Regions from separate parts of the Mus musculus genome. Here all the other regions are linked to region 1. The links are chromatin contacts, called in public promoter capture Hi-C maps. All regions are on one chromosome and are shown on one strand. Each heading gives the region's core, a stretch centred on a gene start, on an enhancer-like site or on the middle of the called end of the contact. The rest is flanking DNA. Distances are from core to core; before and after follow the strand shown. Region 1 holds the start of Slco1c1 (solute carrier organic anion transporter family, member 1c1). Region 2 holds the start of Kcnj8 (potassium inwardly-rectifying channel, subfamily J, member 8). Region 3 holds the start of 5330439B14Rik (RIKEN cDNA 5330439B14 gene).

Evidence for each region. Promoter capture Hi-C pulls out the DNA fragments that hold promoters and counts their contacts.
Region 2: a promoter capture Hi-C map of hippocampal neurons shows a contact between it and region 1, with 3 times the contacts expected there. The contact joins the promoter of Kcnj8 here to the promoter of Slco1c1 in region 1. A contact is called at or near these places in 2 of 39 promoter capture datasets (cranial neural crest and hippocampal neurons).
Region 3: a contact with region 1 is called in a promoter capture Hi-C map of hippocampal neurons, with 5 times the contacts expected there. The contact joins the promoter of 5330439B14Rik here to the promoter of Slco1c1 in region 1. A contact is called at or near these places in 7 of 39 promoter capture datasets (the 3T3-L1 cell line, embryonic stem cells, hippocampal neurons and 3 more).

What each region holds. Positions count from the first base shown.
Region 1 is chr6:141,522,933-141,525,831 of GRCm38.p6, forward strand. Slco1c1 (solute carrier organic anion transporter family, member 1c1) reads left to right here and starts at 1,422. Exons shown (of 15, transcript NM_021471.3): 1 at 1,422-1,810.
Region 2 is chr6:142,570,216-142,573,014 of GRCm38.p6, forward strand. Kcnj8 (potassium inwardly-rectifying channel, subfamily J, member 8) reads right to left here and starts at 1,399. Exons shown (of 3, transcript NM_008428.5): 1 at 969-1,399; 2 at 1-238. The coding sequence starts at 164.
Region 3 is chr6:142,612,974-142,616,056 of GRCm38.p6, forward strand. 5330439B14Rik (RIKEN cDNA 5330439B14 gene) reads left to right here and starts at 1,622. Exons shown (of 2, transcript NR_037679.1): 1 at 1,622-1,957. Abcc9 (ATP-binding cassette, sub-family C (CFTR/MRP), member 9) reads right to left here. Exons shown (of 40, transcript NM_011511.2): 31 at 1,441-1,543.

The DNA.
Region 1 (2,899 bases), core at 172-2,671:
ATTTAACACAAAGATGTTTGATCCCTGCTTCTGAAGGCAAGGCAGTCCCAGCTTGACTGCTAAAATAATGTTCTTGGTCTTACAAGAGTCTACATACAAGTGCTTCCGTTTTGTTTTGTTTTGTTTTGTTTTGTTTTGTTTTGTTTTGTTTTGTTCTGTTTTGTTCTGTTTTGTTTTGTTAAGACAGTCTTGGGCTGGCTTTGAACTCACGGAGCTAAATCTACTGTTTCCTCTTCAGTGGTGGGGTTAAGTGCAGCACCACTCCTAGCCCATTGCTTTTTTGTAAGGTTTAAGATAAGCCCAAGTTTCTTTCCTTCTTCTTTTATCTTTTGCAGTAAAATGTACTCATGAAAATGTTGGCTAATAGGGCTATGGAGATGGCTCAGTGGTTAAGAGCAGTGGCTGCTCCCATAGAAGGTTGTAGTTCAGTACCCGTAGAGCAGCTCACAACCACTTAGGACTCCAGTTTCTGGGGATCCAACACCATTTCTGGACTAGGCAGTTATATATGCATGTGGTGCAAATAAACTTATAGAAACACATATACATAAAAGCAAAAGTAAAATTGAAAACAACTGGCTACTCATCGTAACCATTGTGGCAGCTGAAGTTACATCTGTGATAAAGGCGCCACTGTCTGCTCATTTTGGATTTTTGTTCGGAGTAGATATGACATCATTTAATCTTTGGATATTCCATGGAAATCTCATTCTGAATAACAAATACATAGCTCAATAGCAGAACATTTTGAGATTAGGTGCCCTGCTCAGAGTCACAGCCCTGGAAGACTAAGTTGAACCTTGGAGAATCCTGGTGACAAATTTACTTACTGGTGGAATCAAAATGGGAAAAAAAAATCAGTATTTCTCAAATCCTCTAAAATCATTCTCTTGGGAAGAGGTTTGGTTTGAATTTTTTCTCAGAGCAAAGCTTTCTCTTTCCTTAGGCTTAGGTAGTGTAAGTAACTGAATGCCAAAAAATCCAATTGCTATTTTGTCAAATTTCAAGGCTCATAGGGTGTGTGGATGGAGCTATTGATTTTTTTGCTTTGAAAGTGAACTCCCCCTGGAAGGATCCTGCAGAGCTTTGATCCTGACCTGAAAGTATTCCTGCAGATTCTAGAAGCCCAATGGTGAGGGAAACAAAGCAGGGAACTGGCCCAAGATATTTTTTTAAAAAAATAATAGCAAACAAATAAATACAACACAACAAGCCTGGCCCCTTGATGTCCCTTAGGACTGGCTGGCTGGAAGACTGATTGGAAGGAGAAGGGGAGGGGGTCTTTGTTACTAACTTCCTTCCCTGCCCTGGCTTCTGTTTCCTCACCCCCCCAACCCCCTGTGGAATGGTGTTTTCTGGGATCAGCAAGTAAAAATCACAAATGGTCTTTTCTTTTTTTTTTTTTTTATTTTCCTTGTTCCTCTATAAACAAAGCTTTATCACGTGTGGCCTTAAACTTGCTGCAAATTGCAAAGAAATGGCTCAAAGGCTCCAGCTCTTTCTGTGCCCTGGGAGCTGAGATGCAGGGCAGTGCCCTTGCCAGGGTGCCCAATTCCCTGCAGACTGCCAGAAAAAAAGAGGCCAACTGGAAAGACGAAAGAGAAAGACTGCTCAGGGGTGAGATCAGACCCTTGGTCTTTTCTTTCCTCTAATCTGCCCTGTCTGTGCCCACCAGCTCTCTTGACTTGCCAGAACTGTTCACAACTTCTGTGGGGTGCTGCCTCAGTTTCCTGTTTCAGACTGTGCTCTGTGATCCAGACCCTTGCGAACATTCTGAAAGGAACTGGACAGCTTTGACTTCTACCTCCAGGTAGGATTTGGCTTTTCTTGTTTATCTGTCTATCTGTCTATCTATGTATCTATGTATCTATGTATCTATGTATCTATGTATCTATCTATGTATCTATCTATGTATCTATCTATGTGTCTATCTATGTATCTATGTATCTATGTATCTATGTATCTATCTATCTATCTATCTATGTATCTATCTATCTATCTATCTATCTATCTATCTATCTATCTATCTAGCCATCCATCTAATCTATCTATCTAATCATCTGCTTTTATTTGTGTGAGCAATATGCCTTGTTCTCCCAGGACAGATGTTGATAATTTGACACTAATTTCTGCAAGGCTTTAGCTTATCTATGCTACTTCAGTAAAAGCCAATGGCTTCCCTTGTTAGCTGGGTGAAATAGGAGAGGATTCTGATTAAAGATGACAGGTAAACTCAGATCTGCTTTCAGATTTAGGCTTTGTTACTTACTAGTTGGGTAGTTTCTGTTAGATTGCTTAACATCTGTGAACTAAATGATTTTATAAGTCAAGATGATGATGTTGAAGTTTTGGGATTATTTTAAAGGTTACAATATATGCATATATCACACTGAATAGAGGTGGTGTTTATGATATGTGAGTTTGATACTAAAATTATTTGTAGTTAGGGGTGGGAGATTGGAATTCTGTGTAAGACACATTGCTTCTCATGAAAAAAACCCCAGGTTATTTTTAAGACCCCTGGAAGAGAAGACTCCCAGAGTCAGAACACTTTGCTGGTGCAGAGATGTTCAAGAAGGGAAACTGATCATGGGTTCCTCTCTGGGCCTCTTTACAGCCCATGCAGATTGGCTGCATCTTCCTCACTGGTTCAGAGCACAGGGCCTATGTGCATCTGTGTGACTCAACTTAACCTATCTTAGCCACCTGTGCTCCTTTAAAGACTAGATTCTGAAACCAATCCATGTAAACAGAGAATTCAGCTTTTTATAAAAAAAAAATAAAATAAAAGCTTGGCTTGTTCTTTTTAAAATCTGTTATACCTTAACCTAAAATATTGAATGAAAACTTTATCATCTGTCTTTTTATTACTTATCTTTAATTTTTGGAAAAATAGAAT
Region 2 (2,799 bases), core at 149-2,648, 1.0 Mb after region 1:
CGACCTTGCTCTCGGATGTTCTTGTGTGCCAGGTTGCAGGCTCCGCTCTTGGCGATGAAGCGGGCTTTGGGGAGACGGTCGCGGATGCGCGGTTTGCGCAGGTTCTCCGCTGCGATGCGCGCCAGCACATACTCCTCCGGGATGATGCTCTTCCTGGCCAACATCTTCCTTTCACCATAGCCCGCCTATGCACCTGCCTGAACCTGTGGCTCCTTTCCTCCACACGCGTCCTCCTAGACTAGAGAAACGCTTATTAAAAACTGTCAACTTCATTTCCTCGTCTCAGGTATCTGTACAAAGGGATGCTGTTTTACACACATATTAAATTAAAGATGTGATCAATACAAAAGAGAACCCACTTTGTGTCTGAGGTCTGGGATCCCAGAGAAAACTTTTGATCAGAACCGGAGGAATCCCCCCCCCCCTCTCTCTCTCTCCTCCCTGCTCACTCTTGGAAATAACCGCTATAAGCAAATCTTTAAGCATTTTCTGTATATTCTTTTGTGTCTCGGGATTAGTCAGGCAAGCCTGAGGACGAAAATTAAAGGCCAAGTGGGTTCACTATCTACTTGCTAAACTATTTAGATAAAGTAGCAAGGTTAAAAGGAAAGATGGAGGGATTCTTTTAGTAGCAGCGAAGAAAACTGCTTCCTGTTCATTAAGAAAATATTAACTGTAATTAAAAGATACCAAACATTGCGTTTTCGAACTTGAAAATGATTGATATTAAATTGGAAGGATTTACGAGATGCGTTTTAAAAGGCAGCCAGACTCCCCGCCCCTCCCTCTGAACCTATATCATACTATATGCTGGAAAGTAATTTGCGACGCGGGGATTAGAGACACTGCTGAGGTCTGCAGTGGATTTGCACAGCTCGAGCCAATCTGGGTACACCTTGACTGTTTGGCTTTGGGCTGCGCTATAGCCGGCTTCCCCTCCTCTCCCCGGGAGGCGCGATGCAACTTACAGACTCGGGTTTGCGCTCCCGGCTGCGGCTTGAGCTCCGCACAGGGCGGGCTGGTCCCAGGCTCTCGCATCCCGGGAGCAGAGACCTCCCGAAGTGCAGATCCGGGGGATGTTGGTCCTCCAGAACTGAGTTAAGACTCTAGAAGGTGCGATCCATAGTGCACGCGGGGAGGAGGGCTGGAAGATGAGGGTTGGGTTTGGCTTCCCCCCTCCTGCTGCCGGGCCACGGGGAGGGCGGGGTAGGAGCTGGGGATAGAGGTGCTAGTGGCCATGCTCCGCCAGCTCCTCAGCCGCCTAGCTGGGGCCAGACCTCCGAGCGAGCCGGGGAAAGTGGAGGCGGAGGCCAGTCGGGGGAGCCGGGGAGGCAGGGAGCCGGCCAGAAGGGAGGGACCACCGGGGGAGGAGGCACCAGCCGAGCCAGCTCGGTTCCCAGTAGCCCGGATTCTGCTGCCAGACCGGCACACACATCTTTAAAAGGCTCGCTGCTCAGAGAACTTTCTGAGCCCAAGTTCACTGACGCAAAGAGATTTTAATTTATTATTTTTTAAAGTGTAACTTGCGGGGGGGGGGTATCACTGGGTTACTTCAGATGAAATAAAACCAGATAGAGAGAGTGTAGGTGTTTTGGGTGGGGTGATTGTGGGGTGAGCGTGGGGTGAGGGTGGGGTCCCTGCCCTGAACTTGTAAATCTATTCGTGTTAGAATATAGAGGGGTGGGAGGGCTGAAATCCTTTCGGAAAAAAAACCGATTTCACCAACTAAGACCAGTTTTCAGGCACTTAAAGTCACACAAAAGAAACAAAAAGGGAAACAAAGATAGAGACTAACAACAAAAACACCATCAACAGTCTCTTCCAATAAAGAAAATTTACACCCAGCAGGACGGCTAAGCAAAGTCCAGCACCACACCTGCCTTCGGGGCAGGCAGGCGCAGTCGCGGCTCCGTTTTGACTCTTGGCCGCAGGCCTCTCCCTCCAGTCTAGATCGTAAGAATGATAAGACTGCTCACTTGCGCACAAGAAAGATTATACAGTAAATGTCTTTCTATAGCTTTTGAGAAGGAGCGGGGGTGGGGGTGGGGGAACAAATGTGCTTTTTTTCCCCCCCGCCGGTCATCCTGCTTTTGGCGTTTGTATTAATGGAAACTTTAATTCTTGGAAATTTTATGTTTTCCAAGACTTGAGGGTCGGGAGTATCCGAAGTATAAACAGCATGTTAATTTACTAGAAAGACCTAAAATTAGTCTTTAATGAAGGAAAATGAAGAGCCCCCCTTCCCTTTTTCCACTGTGGGTAGATCTGCTTAACCCCTTGCATTCTGGAGGGCCTGTCCTGTCAGTGAGATTCTTTTTGTTTCCTTTGTTTTCTGCAGTAATTCATGTTGTAGCCTCATAGCAGCCATGCAGACAACATTTGTGCTGTGAGTTCTGCCACTGAAATACAGTTTGAAGTGCACCTTGCTGTGCAATTTACTGTCTACTAATTTAACACCAAAAACATTAAACTCTTTTTTTTTTTTTTTTCAGAAGACAGGGTTTCACATATTCTGAGTTGGCCTCGAACTTGCTGTGTAGCCTATGGTGACCCTGAACTTCTAATCCTCCTGCCTATCTTCCTTGTGCTGGGATCGTAGGTGTGTGCCATCATGTCTGGGGTTTGTTTTGTTTTGTTTAAGACCTTGTGCATAGACAACCACTCTACCAACTGAACTACACGGCTACTCCTCTGTGCTTATGTGATTTCATTGCTGTCCTTTGAAACAGGAAGTTGTTATGAAACCCAGGCAGACTGATAGTTTACTATGTAGCCCAGACACGATTCACATTCAAGGCA
Region 3 (3,083 bases), core at 372-2,871, 1.1 Mb after region 1:
TCAGGAGTCTGTAACTCCTAAGTAACTCTGTCCCGATTTTTCCAGCCTTCACACCATCCTGAAAGATGCTTTAGTTGTTGTTTTTGTGTAACATAATTGTGCTCAGTTGGTCAATGAGCTCTCACTGACATGGTGGTAAAGGGAGGGTCTTTTCCACTGGTAATGAAGAGTCTCCACCACTTTTGCCAACCAATGAGAAGTCAGAGTAACTAAAGACATGGGCGGTGTAAGACTATCAATCTGTATCAATGTATTTTATGACCACTCTTGAACTTGGGAGTCTTCATTTTGACCCCTTTAAACTTCTTATATCATCTACCTTCTCTGGTTATGGGTTTGTTTTGTTTTTTTTTTTTAAATCTGCATCTGGTTGGAGATACAAATAATCTACAGCAGGGACTTAGATTAACTTGACAAACCCTACAGTCGCCTGGCTAGAGAGTTCCAGTGAGGGGTTATCTACACTGGGTAGTCCTTGGGCATGTCTGTGGGAAACTGTGTCCATTAAGTTAATTGATGTAGAAAGTCCTATACCACTGTGGGCAGTGCCACCCCCTAGGCAGGGGGTGTAAGAGTAGAGGAAGCAAGTGCGTGAGATTGTATTGCCCCCCCCCCCCTCTCTCCCTCTCCCTCTCTCTCTCTCCCTCTGCCCTTGACGGTGGTTATGATAGGACTAGTTCTTTAAAGTTTCTTCCTTGACTTCCCACAATGAGGGAGGCTAAGCAGGAATTGTAAGCTGAGATAAGCCCCTTTCTTCCCTCACTTGTGTTTTGATAGCATATTTTATCACAGCAACAAATCAAGCTAGACTTGCATACTAGGGCAATTCCGGCGCCTTCATTGTTATTTTAGGGACACGTCCATGAGGTACATGTTCTTATTCTTACTTTATAAGTGAAGAGGGATCTGGCACAGCAAGAACTTAATCTGGGACATGAAGTCCATACTGTGCCAGAGTCTGTGCTTATTCCTGTGTGTCACACAGGAGAGAAGACAGCAGTAGATGACTTAGTGGCTGACAGTTTTGTACTAACGTAACCCTCCATTGGCTTAAAACAAAAAAATCCACCTTCCCTTACAAGCTTGTCTGGATCAGTGAAGGACATCAGTGTACCTGGTCACTTGTCTTACAAAAAAAAAATGGCATTGTATAAATATTTACTATCCTGTGAACTTAGGTAGTTCGGAGGGTATAGAGAACACAGAGTGATTTTTGCTTTGGGGGCATTTTTGTGTGTGTGTGTGTGATTAGCTACAACATGAAAATAAATTTCATTTGGAACAAAACCAAACCTGATCTATTTTAAAGTCCAGTCAATGGAGGCCTGGTCCTGACTCTCCGTAGAAGGCTAGTTCCACCAAACATCTGCCTCTCCACGCGAAGCCTCCTGTCTGTTTGGTTTCCATTACGAAATCGCACAAGGAACATAATGAACGTACCGTCCTGACCTCCAGCCATCTGTTGGCTGCTGAGAGAAATAAGTAGGCAATGTTGTTCGTGTCTGTCAGCTCCAGCATGCGTTGCTTGAATCTGGTTTCATGCCTACAGAAAACAAAGACACCACAATGTTAGTCACCTAACAGGAGAATTAGAAAAAGCCAGTCACTGTTAACTACTGAATGGTTTGTAACAGAGTGACACATGGATGGGATGCGTGACAGGCGAGTGGACTCCAGAGTTGCTCTGCTGAGTTCTGGATAGAGTCCAAGAGGGCAAGTGTTTGCTCCATTTTCATGCTACAGCTATGAAAAGAAGCCATTGCGATGACAACTCTTCATTAAAAGTCACCACAGTATTGATGGATCCAATGTTGTGAGACTTGGCCTATGCCATCCGGGCTACAGAAATCACAGTATGTTCTACCTGTGTTTGAGGCATTTATTTCATTTTTCCAAATGATGTTGAGCTGGGCTGGATGAGAACCAATGGAGACAGAAAACCATACATTTACAACAGGTAAATATATCCCTTCAAATATATTCTTTTTCTTTGGCTCTTTTTTTTTTTAACCAAAGAAAGAAAGTAGGGTGCCAAGGAGCAGAAGATAGAGGGATCTTCTCACAGATGGCTGGCACAGCACAGGGTCTGTTTGCAGTGACCCTGTGAAAGCGAAGGAGATTTACTTTGGGTGATCTGAATAGAGACAGAGGGTGGGGAGAGGGAAGGGTCAAGCCAGGCTTCCCAGAGCACAGAAAAGATTGTCTTGGTATAGCTTTAGGGGTGAAGCTGGGTTTTGAGGGTGAACAAGGCACTGTAAATACTCTGAGTGGCATCAGAGAAAATCCTCCATCCTCTAGGGTTGGGAGATTTCTCACCCTAATAGTCGTGGTGATGGAGAGACATCAGATGTCCATGGGAAACTTAGGCTCATCCCTGTTGCTCAACATGATCAAACACAATTCTGTGTGGCTTACTTTACTAGCAGAACTAGCAATAACCTTCAACAAGCGTATGTCCTGTGTGAGCACGTCTCACCCTATACTTCCAACCCCTTGCACTACCATGTACAATGAATATATGCCATAGAAAGTTTGTTTTAAAAGTTAAGAAGACCCTTAAGCACTTGAACATCCTGGGTATGATTTCACACATACACACTAAAAAGAAAAAGAAACATATCTCTTCTACGTAACAAACATATCCTGACTTTGTAATCACTTTCCTTAAATAATAGACAAAACAGAGCTGACAAGCAACTGGTTTGAAAGTTGGTGCCATACCCAGCTGAGTTAGCTTCTTTCCTCCCTGTGGCCACAGCTGTTCTGACATAAGCCATCTATAGGTCATTTTGTAAGGAATTACTGACCCACTCACTAGTGAGCCCTACTTGCTAAAAGAATCCCCCCATTCCTGTAAAATCTTCCAGTAAAATTGCAAAACTTTTAAATAACTCATCACTTGTATCAAAGAACGAAGAAGTCCTGGGCGGGGTACATTTGGCCCACCATCAGAGTCCATACAGGCCAATATAAAGCAGATACTTGGTATCTCTCCAATCAATCTGACCATTCTAGTATGCCAAGCCAGAGAGATAATTTGGTGAGACAGCAGTGTCTGATCTACAACGATCAGAGTTTAGCAG